2 separate regions of the Sus scrofa genome follow, and region 1 is linked to region 2. The links are chromatin contacts, called in public promoter capture Hi-C maps. All regions are on one chromosome and are shown on one strand. The core of a region is the stretch at or near the end of the contact, and the rest is flanking DNA. Distances in the headings are between cores, read along the strand shown. Region 1 holds the start of NADK2 (NAD kinase 2, mitochondrial). Region 2 holds the start of DNAJC21 (dnaJ homolog subfamily C member 21).

Evidence for each region. Promoter capture Hi-C pulls out the DNA fragments that hold promoters and counts their contacts.
Region 1: a contact with region 2 is called in a promoter capture Hi-C map of fetal liver, with 4 times the contacts expected there. The contact joins the promoter of NADK2 here to the promoter of DNAJC21 in region 2. A contact is called at or near these places in 1 of 5 promoter capture datasets (fetal liver) and 1 of 2 datasets of contacts at active chromatin or transcription factors (alveolar macrophages).

Annotation. Positions count from the first base shown.
Region 1 is chr16:21,555,715-21,560,274 of Sscrofa11.1, forward strand. It overlaps NADK2 (NAD kinase 2, mitochondrial), which reads right to left and starts at 1,598. Exons shown (of 13, transcript XM_003359754.4): 1 at 1,192-1,598. The coding sequence starts at 1,491.
Region 2 is chr16:20,522,240-20,526,576 of Sscrofa11.1, forward strand. It overlaps DNAJC21 (dnaJ homolog subfamily C member 21), which reads left to right and starts at 1,531. Exons shown (of 13, transcript XM_003133880.4): 1 at 1,531-1,802. The coding sequence starts at 1,706.

The sequences.
Region 1 (4,560 bases), core at 348-2,847, 1.0 Mb after region 2:
CCTCTTCAATGAAGGCATTAAACAATGAAGAAGGTTAATGCTGAAAATAGATTCCGTAGTTAAACAGGATGATTTTACAATTTCATTTTGATACCTCTACAAAATATTACCAAAAGTTGCTGGTTATGAACCAGAAGTTTAAAACACACTACTCTGCCCTTGCACAGAATTCTACGAGATGTTAATGCCAAAGCCTTTTGGTGCAGTGTCAACGGTTAGATTTCCAACGGAGATTTTTCTGGACCTATACTGTTCGTAGCAGCGTGACTCTCCCTTCCCCAAAGTGGGCTGGGGGCATAGAATCAGAAGTTCCCAACAAACAGTGAAGATAACATTCAGGGTGTTGTTAGGTGTATTTACATACTTTGCAAAGGTATTAGTAAATATCTATACTAAATTTAGACTATTGTGTAGGCACGAATACATTACAGACGTAGGCACTTTACATTTCATAGTTACCAGGTTTACCTGCTTTTTGTCTGGACCTCTCTACTTAATAAAGTGTATTCAAAGTCAAATTTTCTCCCGTGCTTTTCCAGCACCAAAGACACGTGAGCTTTTAAAACAAAGTACTGGAACCTCTTCGGACCACCACGTTCCAGCACGGAAAAGGCTTCCCCAGACCGACCTTCCGAGTGCCCTGGGCCTCGCAGTCCTGCCTGTAAAAGGGGGTGTGTCCGCGGAATCGCGGCCCTCTTTTCTGTTGCCCGCAGCAGCGCCCAGAGTTCCCCTTTCCACCGGCGGCCTGGGGAGCCGTTCCCAGAGCGTCCAGACATCACACACCGGCCCACCTAGCTTGGGGCTGTTGTTGTTCTTCCCAAAAAGGAGGTGGGGGTGGAGAAGGCACAAATCCCCAAACCTCTCCCACTGCAGGAGCCCCTCTTCCCCACCCAAGGCTTCCGCGAGACGCCCCCGCCTTAAGGGTCTTCACACCTTCAGTGACCCCCTCCCTTTCTACACACACAGACGCGGGGTACACGCGGGGGTGGGGGTGGTACGAGAGAAGTCAGAGGGCGTGGAGGGCAGTGAGCTGGGTAGGCAAGGCATCTAGTACATTCCGGGAAGAAGGATCGCCCCAAGATGTCTCGGCCGAGGAGGCCCAGTCACCCCCCACCCCCAAAAGTCGCGGCCGAGCCAGGGAGCGAACCGGGGCCGGGTTGAGACACGAGGGCGGGGGCCACCAGGACCCACCAGCTGCTTCAAGTCCTCTTCCGAAAGCTCCGCGTAACGGTATCGCTGCTGCTCGAACTCGTACCGGGTGGTTTTGGCCACCACCACCACCCGGGACGGGCGGAAGCCGCCGTCGGGGCGGCTGCCGCAGCCCGCCAGCTCGCGCGGGTGCCCGTGCCCCAGGTGCCGCCGGCCGTCACCGTCACTGCTGAGACGCGGCCGCGCGGCGGGGCCTCCCGCGCCCGGCCCACTCAGTGCCGCTGCCCGGCCGCCCGCCACGCGACGACAGCTGCCCAGCAGGAAACCTCGGTAACAAGTCATCGTCGGCCCGGCAGCGGCTGCAGCCCCGGGCTCCTGCCACCGCTCCGCGCCACCCCGGCCTCTGTTTCCGCGCCGGGCGGGCAGAGATTAAGTGCAGGGCCGTGCGTTGCCCGCGCCCGGAGGGGGACGTGCCCAGACGTTGACGGGGGCGGGGAAAACCGGCCGATTGGGGGGCCGGAGCGCCCACGCGAGGGAAAAGTGGGCGGGGAAGAGCTGGAGGCCTCTGGGAGGTGGGTTGTATTTGTTTGGGTATCCCTTTCCATCCACGCCTGCGCAGTGGCCGCTTCCCCCCGCCCGGGCGGAGGAGAGAGCGACCTCCAGCTCCACCCATTTCTCCCCAACGCGGTCTGCGCCCTCACCCAGGCCAACACTGCCAGCCAATCAGAGCCCGAGGTGGCTTCGGAAGCCGAGGAGCTGCGGGGATTGGCTGCAGCCCGGGAAAAGCTGAAGTTCTATTTGATGTTGGCGCTGCCCCAGGAACAGTGGAACTGGTTTGAGGCGGTGCCGAGGCTGTGCGTGCGGTTTTGAGCGACTGGCGGGAAAGCAGGTGCGGCCGTAACTTCTCGCTCTGGGTCAGTTCTTGGTTATTGCACAGATGACTAGACCCTTTTTTCGTTCATTCAACCAACATGTATTAGATGGCTGATATGTCCGGCGTTGGGCCAGTGGCCGAACGGACCAGGACCCGCTGCACGATTTGGGGGGCCCAGTGCAAAATGAACACGTAGAGGCTCTTTAGAAATTGTTAAGACTTGCAGAGGGACAGAGGGCAGTACACCAGAGCACTGGTCTCATCTAAGCATGGTCCAGTGTGGGACTGCGCTGGTCCCAGGACCTGCTGACACCAAAAAACTATTGCCCCGGAGGGAGAAAGGGGTGTAGCTTTGGAGAAAGTTGGAGGATAATGGGTAGTGGAGTCTGGCCAAGTGGAGCATTTCTAGGTGGGGAGATATGGTTGGAAAAGTAGATAGGAAAGGAGTGACGGGTTAAGAATGTTAATAATTTGGACCTTATCTTGTGGGCGGTAGTTAGCCTTTTGAAGGCTTTTGACTGGAAAAATTGAGTCCTGAGAGCAATGTTTGGGGACAATTGATCTAGGTCTGGAATGTGGAACAAATTGGTAGGCAAGAGGAAGAAGGAGATTTGGGCGCTGCCAACAGTTACACTTGTACCTGAGCTAGAGTAGATGTAATGGAAATGGAAGAAATCCTCCTATTATTGGAAGAGAACCAAATGACAGTGCACATCCTATTTGTTTCTCCCCCTCACTCTTTAGATCCATTTGCTTTAGCACCCTCTTTTCTTTGTAGTCCTAGCACTATCAGTAACTAGCTTTTGGACTTTGGGCAAGTTGCTTCATCTTTGGGACCTGGGCCTCAGAATCCTCATCTATAAAGTGAGGAAGTTGAACTAGTGTGATACCAAGATTCTGTCAAACCCAAGTTGATTCCATTTTACTTTTCAGCAAGCCACCCACCACGGACATTCACTCAAGGGTCCATTGAATGTTTATTGAGTCCCTACTATGTGCCAGTTAGTATGTTAGCCTGGGAAATACACAATAGGTGGGGTCTGATAGATGTTTGCTTTTAGTAGGTCACTGACCCCTTCTGGCCTCGAACTTTGCCCCACAGCAGCTGCAAATAGCAACTAGTAGTGGACTCTTAGGCACACTTTTAAATTCTGTGGGATGTGAGTTACTGATTTATAACTTTGGACATCCTCAAGGTCCTTTCTGTGCTTATCATTTCAACACTTTATAATGCCTTAGATATTAGGAAGGAATAAAAGGTAGAAGTCAACAGATGACACTGAAGTTTGAAACTTGGGTGACTAGGAGACTATTAATTGATCCATTTGACAGAAAAAAAATGAATCTAGAAAACCTGTTTGGATCAAAATATATGAGTTTTTTCATGCATATGCAAAATTTCAGACCTCTTCTCTACCCATTTCACAGGTACAAACTCTTACTTTTGCATCCACCCCCATTTCCAGTTACGAACTTATCTACATTGACCTCCCATTTGGGATATCACTTTGTCCACTGATATTTGTGGATCCCATCTCCTTCCACTGCCTCGAAAATAGTACTCCATCAAGTTATCCCCTTTAAAATATCTTTAATTCTCCCTGTCTGTTGGATTGTCCTCTTCACTACTTAAAGATGCTCATGTACCTGACATCTTTACATTTTCTTAAAAAACACCAACTGTCGAAGCCCTGGCTTTTTACACATTGTTTGTCTTCACTTTGTTAACTAGGATTCTTGAAAGAGTAGCTGGCCCATCATTGCCACATCCCTGCTTCCTCTTCATTCATCACCCTGTTGTAATCTGATTTCTCTCCGCAACCTGACTAATGACTGCCATTTCCAAAGTGACCAAAGAACTGATTATAAACTCAGAAGACATTTTTCCTCCCTTGAATGACTAGATCTTTCTGCAGCATTTAAAATGGTCATCACTTCCTTTTGAAATGTTATACTCTGGCTTACAACACACCAGTCCCTAACGGTGTTCCTCCCATTTATCTGTCCCCTTTCTGGGTTCTTCTTCCTAAGCTTGTGTTCCGGATGTATCCTTCCCTTCCCTTGCCCTGCTTTGCCTGGCCTTGCCTTCCCTTCCCTTCATTGTCGCTCTCTCTCTCTCTTCTCCTCTTCTGCTTGAGTTGTTATATTCTTGTGTAATGAAAAGAGCTTGAGTTTGGAATTTTAAAAGACCTGGGTTCAAATCCCAGTTATTTATTACTTCTGTCAACCTTGGACAAATTTCTTAACCTTTCTGAGCCTACTTCTGCGTATACAAAATATAATAGCTACCTTTAAAGTCGTAAAGGTATGTGCAGATGCATAGCCATATGCTCATTACGAAGTACTCACTTGGCAAATATTAGCCCTTTTACTTCAGCTACAACTAGTAACTCTAGCCCAGGCTGTAAGGATGTTACCTCCTTATTTCTAGCTTCTTGTTGGATAACGCCTCTTGAGTCTTATACATACAACACATGTCAATGGAGTTCAGATTATACTTGATTGCCTGCTATGGTCAAGACATCCTGCTAGGTGCC
Region 2 (4,337 bases), core at 281-2,780:
GCTTAGCAGTAAGGAAACTGGCTAGTATCCACGAGGATGTGGATTCGATCCCTGGCCTCAATCAGTGGGTTAAGGATCTGGCATTGCCACAAGCTGTGGTGTAGGTTGCAGCCATGGCTCAGATCCCATGTTGCTGTGGCTGTGGCTAGGCTGACAGCTGCAGCTCCTGGGGACTTACATATGCTTTGGGTGTGGCAGTAAAAAAAAAAAAAAAAATTGATAAAAGGTTATAGGCAAAAATAGATCCCTCTTAACTCAGGAGGAAAAAGGCCAGTGACTCAGAGATAGCAAATCCAGATGGAGTTGGAGGAAGAAGAAATCCTTTCTTTTTTCACTTTTTGTCCAATTCTGTTCTCAGATGACGAAAGATCTTGTTTTTTCTTGCCCTCAAATTTCTCAATCCCCACCTATTACCAGTTTACAAGCCAAGTCCATATAGTATACATAAGAGGCCAGTGTATGAATTTTGAGTAGTGAGTTGGTTGGACAGTGGTGTGCCTAGAAACTTAATGAGGTTCAGAGTTGGTGTGCTTTGTGCAGGAGGCAGGGTGTTAGGGAAGAAAGGGACAACCTTCCTAAACTCTGGGTACCTCCACCCTGAACAATAGATACTTGTCAGCAACAGAGCCAACCCTTGTCTCTAATCATGAGGTTGACAAATATAACCTACACCTAACAACTGATATGTGTAAACATTCTACAGTACAGTGAAATATATTGGTGTATGGAGGCATCTTAATGACAGGATACTATTTTGGCACCATATCAAATTGGAACAGTTATACAGATCTTACATAATACAGTGTATCAGATCAACCAAAACCTACTGGATAAGTACTATCCCTTAACTGCATTCTTAACCCGAACTAACCTTGGAAATGTATGTTGAGGCCAGAAAGTTAGGATTAAAGAGTGACGGATGGGCCAACACAATTTCATTCAAATTGGTGGTAAAACAGTACTGTTATTTTAAAACAATTAAACTAAATTGTTTCAGTTTAAGTCATCTTATTTACTGTTACTTCTTATGCATATTGGTCACGATAAGCAATATTACAGATCTCAAACCGAAGATAGTTAAAAAACCTGGTTTCCATCCAACCGAATGCTGTCTGATTAGCTGGGGAGGCTTCGGCAAACCACTTGGCTACTTCGAGCCTGAGTTTCCTCGTTTGTAAAAGCAGGGCTCAAGTAGAGAATTTATATTCAGAAACTACAAGATGTTTTCCAGAATCTTATCCCACCCGTCTCAGCTCTCAGGTCGGCTGCCAAGTTAGTGTCACTCACCCTGGCTGACGTCTGTTCCCCTCACAATGACACCACCCATGGCCCCACCTCCTTCCGCCGCGACCCCGCCTCCCGCCTCCCTCCTCCCGCGGCCCTCGCCCCGGCCCCCCTCCTCCCCACGGCCCCGCCTCCCTCCCCGCGCGGCTATTTCCGGCGCAGAGCCCGCCCCCCGCCCATGCGGAGTCGCGGTCGCCGGCGCCGCCCCCTCCGCGCTCCCGCGTGCCGCAACCCGCGCCGCCTTTCGCCGCCGCGCGCCGCCGTCGCCCCGCGCCGCCGTCGCCGCCGCCGCGCTCGCTGGCTGGCCCGGTGCGGGCGCCGGGCTCCCGCCGAAGAAGACCACCAGCGCCGACACCACCACTTCGGCCCGGGTCCTGGCCCAGCCCCGGGCCCCGGCCCGAGCCCCGCGCCGGGACCGGCGATGAAGTGTCACTACGAGGCACTGGGGGTGCGGCGCGACGCCAGCGAGGAGGAGCTCAAGAAGGCCTATCGGAAGCTGGCCCTGAAATGGCACCCGGGTAACTACTCCGCAACCGCTGCGGCCCCTCGCAAAAGCCTCGACCTTAGCGACCTTTCGCACCCCTCTCCCCGGCGTAACTCGGGGAACTTGGCTGTGCCGGACCTATCCTCCCTGTAACTCCCCTCGCCCTGGAAATCCTTGCCTCGCCCGGCACCCGGCCAGGTAGCCCCTGCGCAGTCCTGGTGATGAGCGTCTCTGCCCCTCGGCCTGCGCAGCCCTTCTCCCCCAGTTCCCCCAGGCTTCACTGGAGCCCTGAGCACCCCATCCCTCCCAGACGCCCCCGGATCCCGCCTGGCCATTGGTGGGGAAAGATAACATCCTAACGACTTCACCTGTTCCTCGCATCCTCGCTTCGCAGCTGGCTCCGAGCGAGGAGTCACAAGCTGTTAACCCAGTCCTGCTTCAGGCTTGACCCTTGCTGGAGTCCCCTGAGTTTCCCTAGGCTTCTCCTCGGCTGCCCTTAACTTCATCAAGGAATCCCAACTACTTAAGTGTAATTAAGACAAAGCAGCTAGTAAAATGTCTTTAAATAGCTATACTTTTTTTTTTTTTTTTTTTTTTTTTTCCTTCCTCTCGGTAGGCCGAGTGAGCTGTACTTCACTTCGGGTGTTCTGCAGATTAAGAGTTTTAAGTTTAAGTTTAAGAGCTAAAGTTTAAGAGTTGAAGTTTACATGTTGATTTAGAAGTGTGCTTTCTTTGGATGTTTTATTTGGTTGTAGTCCAGGCTTCTGTGACTTTTGTGAAATAATCCTATCTTCTAGACAGGGTGACTAAGACAGTATTTGTTATCTCAGCTTTTTGAGGTTCATAGGAGGCTTTCATATTCGCACTGATCTGTAAGCATGTTTAGTCTCTTGAAATGCTAAAACGGAGACCTCAGAGCCTTGCTTGGAAAATTTGCCTTATGCACAGGAAAAGTTAAATATGGGTGCAAACAAAATAGTGCCATCTATATAATTGGTAGTTGAGTTAAAAGAACAACTAATAAATGCCCCAGGAGTTCAGGGGAGGGAATTTTCACTGTGTACTGAGAAGCAGGGAGGCTTCACCTTGGCAGATGAGCATGGACTTTAGCAGATCCTAGAGGAATGGGATTGAGAGAAATGAATGTAACAGTGTGGGAAAGAGTGCTTTGGTGGACAAGAGATGGTCCAGGGGACTGAGGCCGTGTTTATTGGAAGACTGAAAATACAGTTGAGAGAAGAGCTGAAGGGCTCAGGACCCAGAGTCAGAGGGTCGTGGGTATGGTTGATGGGTTAGGGAATAAAGGTGTGGACGTGTTGCTTACAGTTGTAATGATTACCAGCAGAAGAACTAAAAAAATCTGATATATATTGGAAGCGAAGAGGTAAAGAAGTTAATGTTCATTACAGGAGGAAGTCATTAGCTATATCCAAAATTAATAAGTCCAAAAATAGTGTAGGAGCATATTGTTAGAGTAATAAGGGCTATCTTTAGAAATCAAGTTAGGAATTCCTTGACTCTCTGGGTGGGAAAGGGTGAGAAAGAGGATTAATGCTTGTGGCCAAATGCATATATAATTTTGATGACAGTATTAAAATGTGTTTTGAGGAGTTGTTGGAGATTAGATTATAAAGGGCTTTGAACGTTTCCTAAGACTGAAATTTGCTTTTCCAGTAATGGAGAGTTGAGACTGGTTTTATTGAGATGCCTTGGGAAGGTACTCTCCAGGCAGCTTAGTAGATTTAAGAAGGGCAGAGACAGAGAGGTAGAGTCCACCCTGGGCACTTCTGGGCCCTGGGGTCAGTGGGAGGGGTAAGACCCAGGTTGAAGAAATGTTGTGAAAGAAAAATTATCAGATTTGGGGATTAGTTGGAAATTATACAAGGTAGAAAGGAAGCATGCAAATGTTACTAAAGTATCAGTTAACAACTTTGAAATAAACGTGTTAGGAACTAAATGTGAGTATCTTTTTTTTGATGTTATCAGAATTCATAGCATCCTAAATATCTTGGTTTGAAGATGGCTATACATATAAAGGATAAATATTCTCTCAGGAGACACATGATTTTGACACACTTTGCCTTGCTGGTTCATTAATTTAAGTCTGTCACTCAGCAAATGTTTAATTCATTCTCTGTGCAAGGTACTGTGTTGTTAGATGTTTCCAAGGTTGACATCTGGGCTGTGCTTCAAAGACTTTCAGATAGAGAGGCTGCCTGTTTTCTCTGTTATATAAGAGGTTACCTTTATTTCCTTTATCGAGGACCTGAAAATAATTTCCAGTAGGGTCAACAGTCCTGCCTGGTGGGGTCCCTCCTTGTGAAAACCAGGCTTTCAGTAATTCACCTGATGACTGGTCCCTGAACACCTTGCTGTGGAGTGAGATGGGAGTGGTCCCTGCCCTGGCCCTGCTGTCCTCTGGGAGATACAAGAAAACAGGCAGTTTCAATCCAGTGAGGTAAGGGTGGTATGAGGGCAAATACAAGGTGCTTATGAGCACATGTAGCATCCTGGACTGGGTTTTTGTGTGGGTGCGATAGACGTGTGTCCCTGCAGAAGTAACATCTAG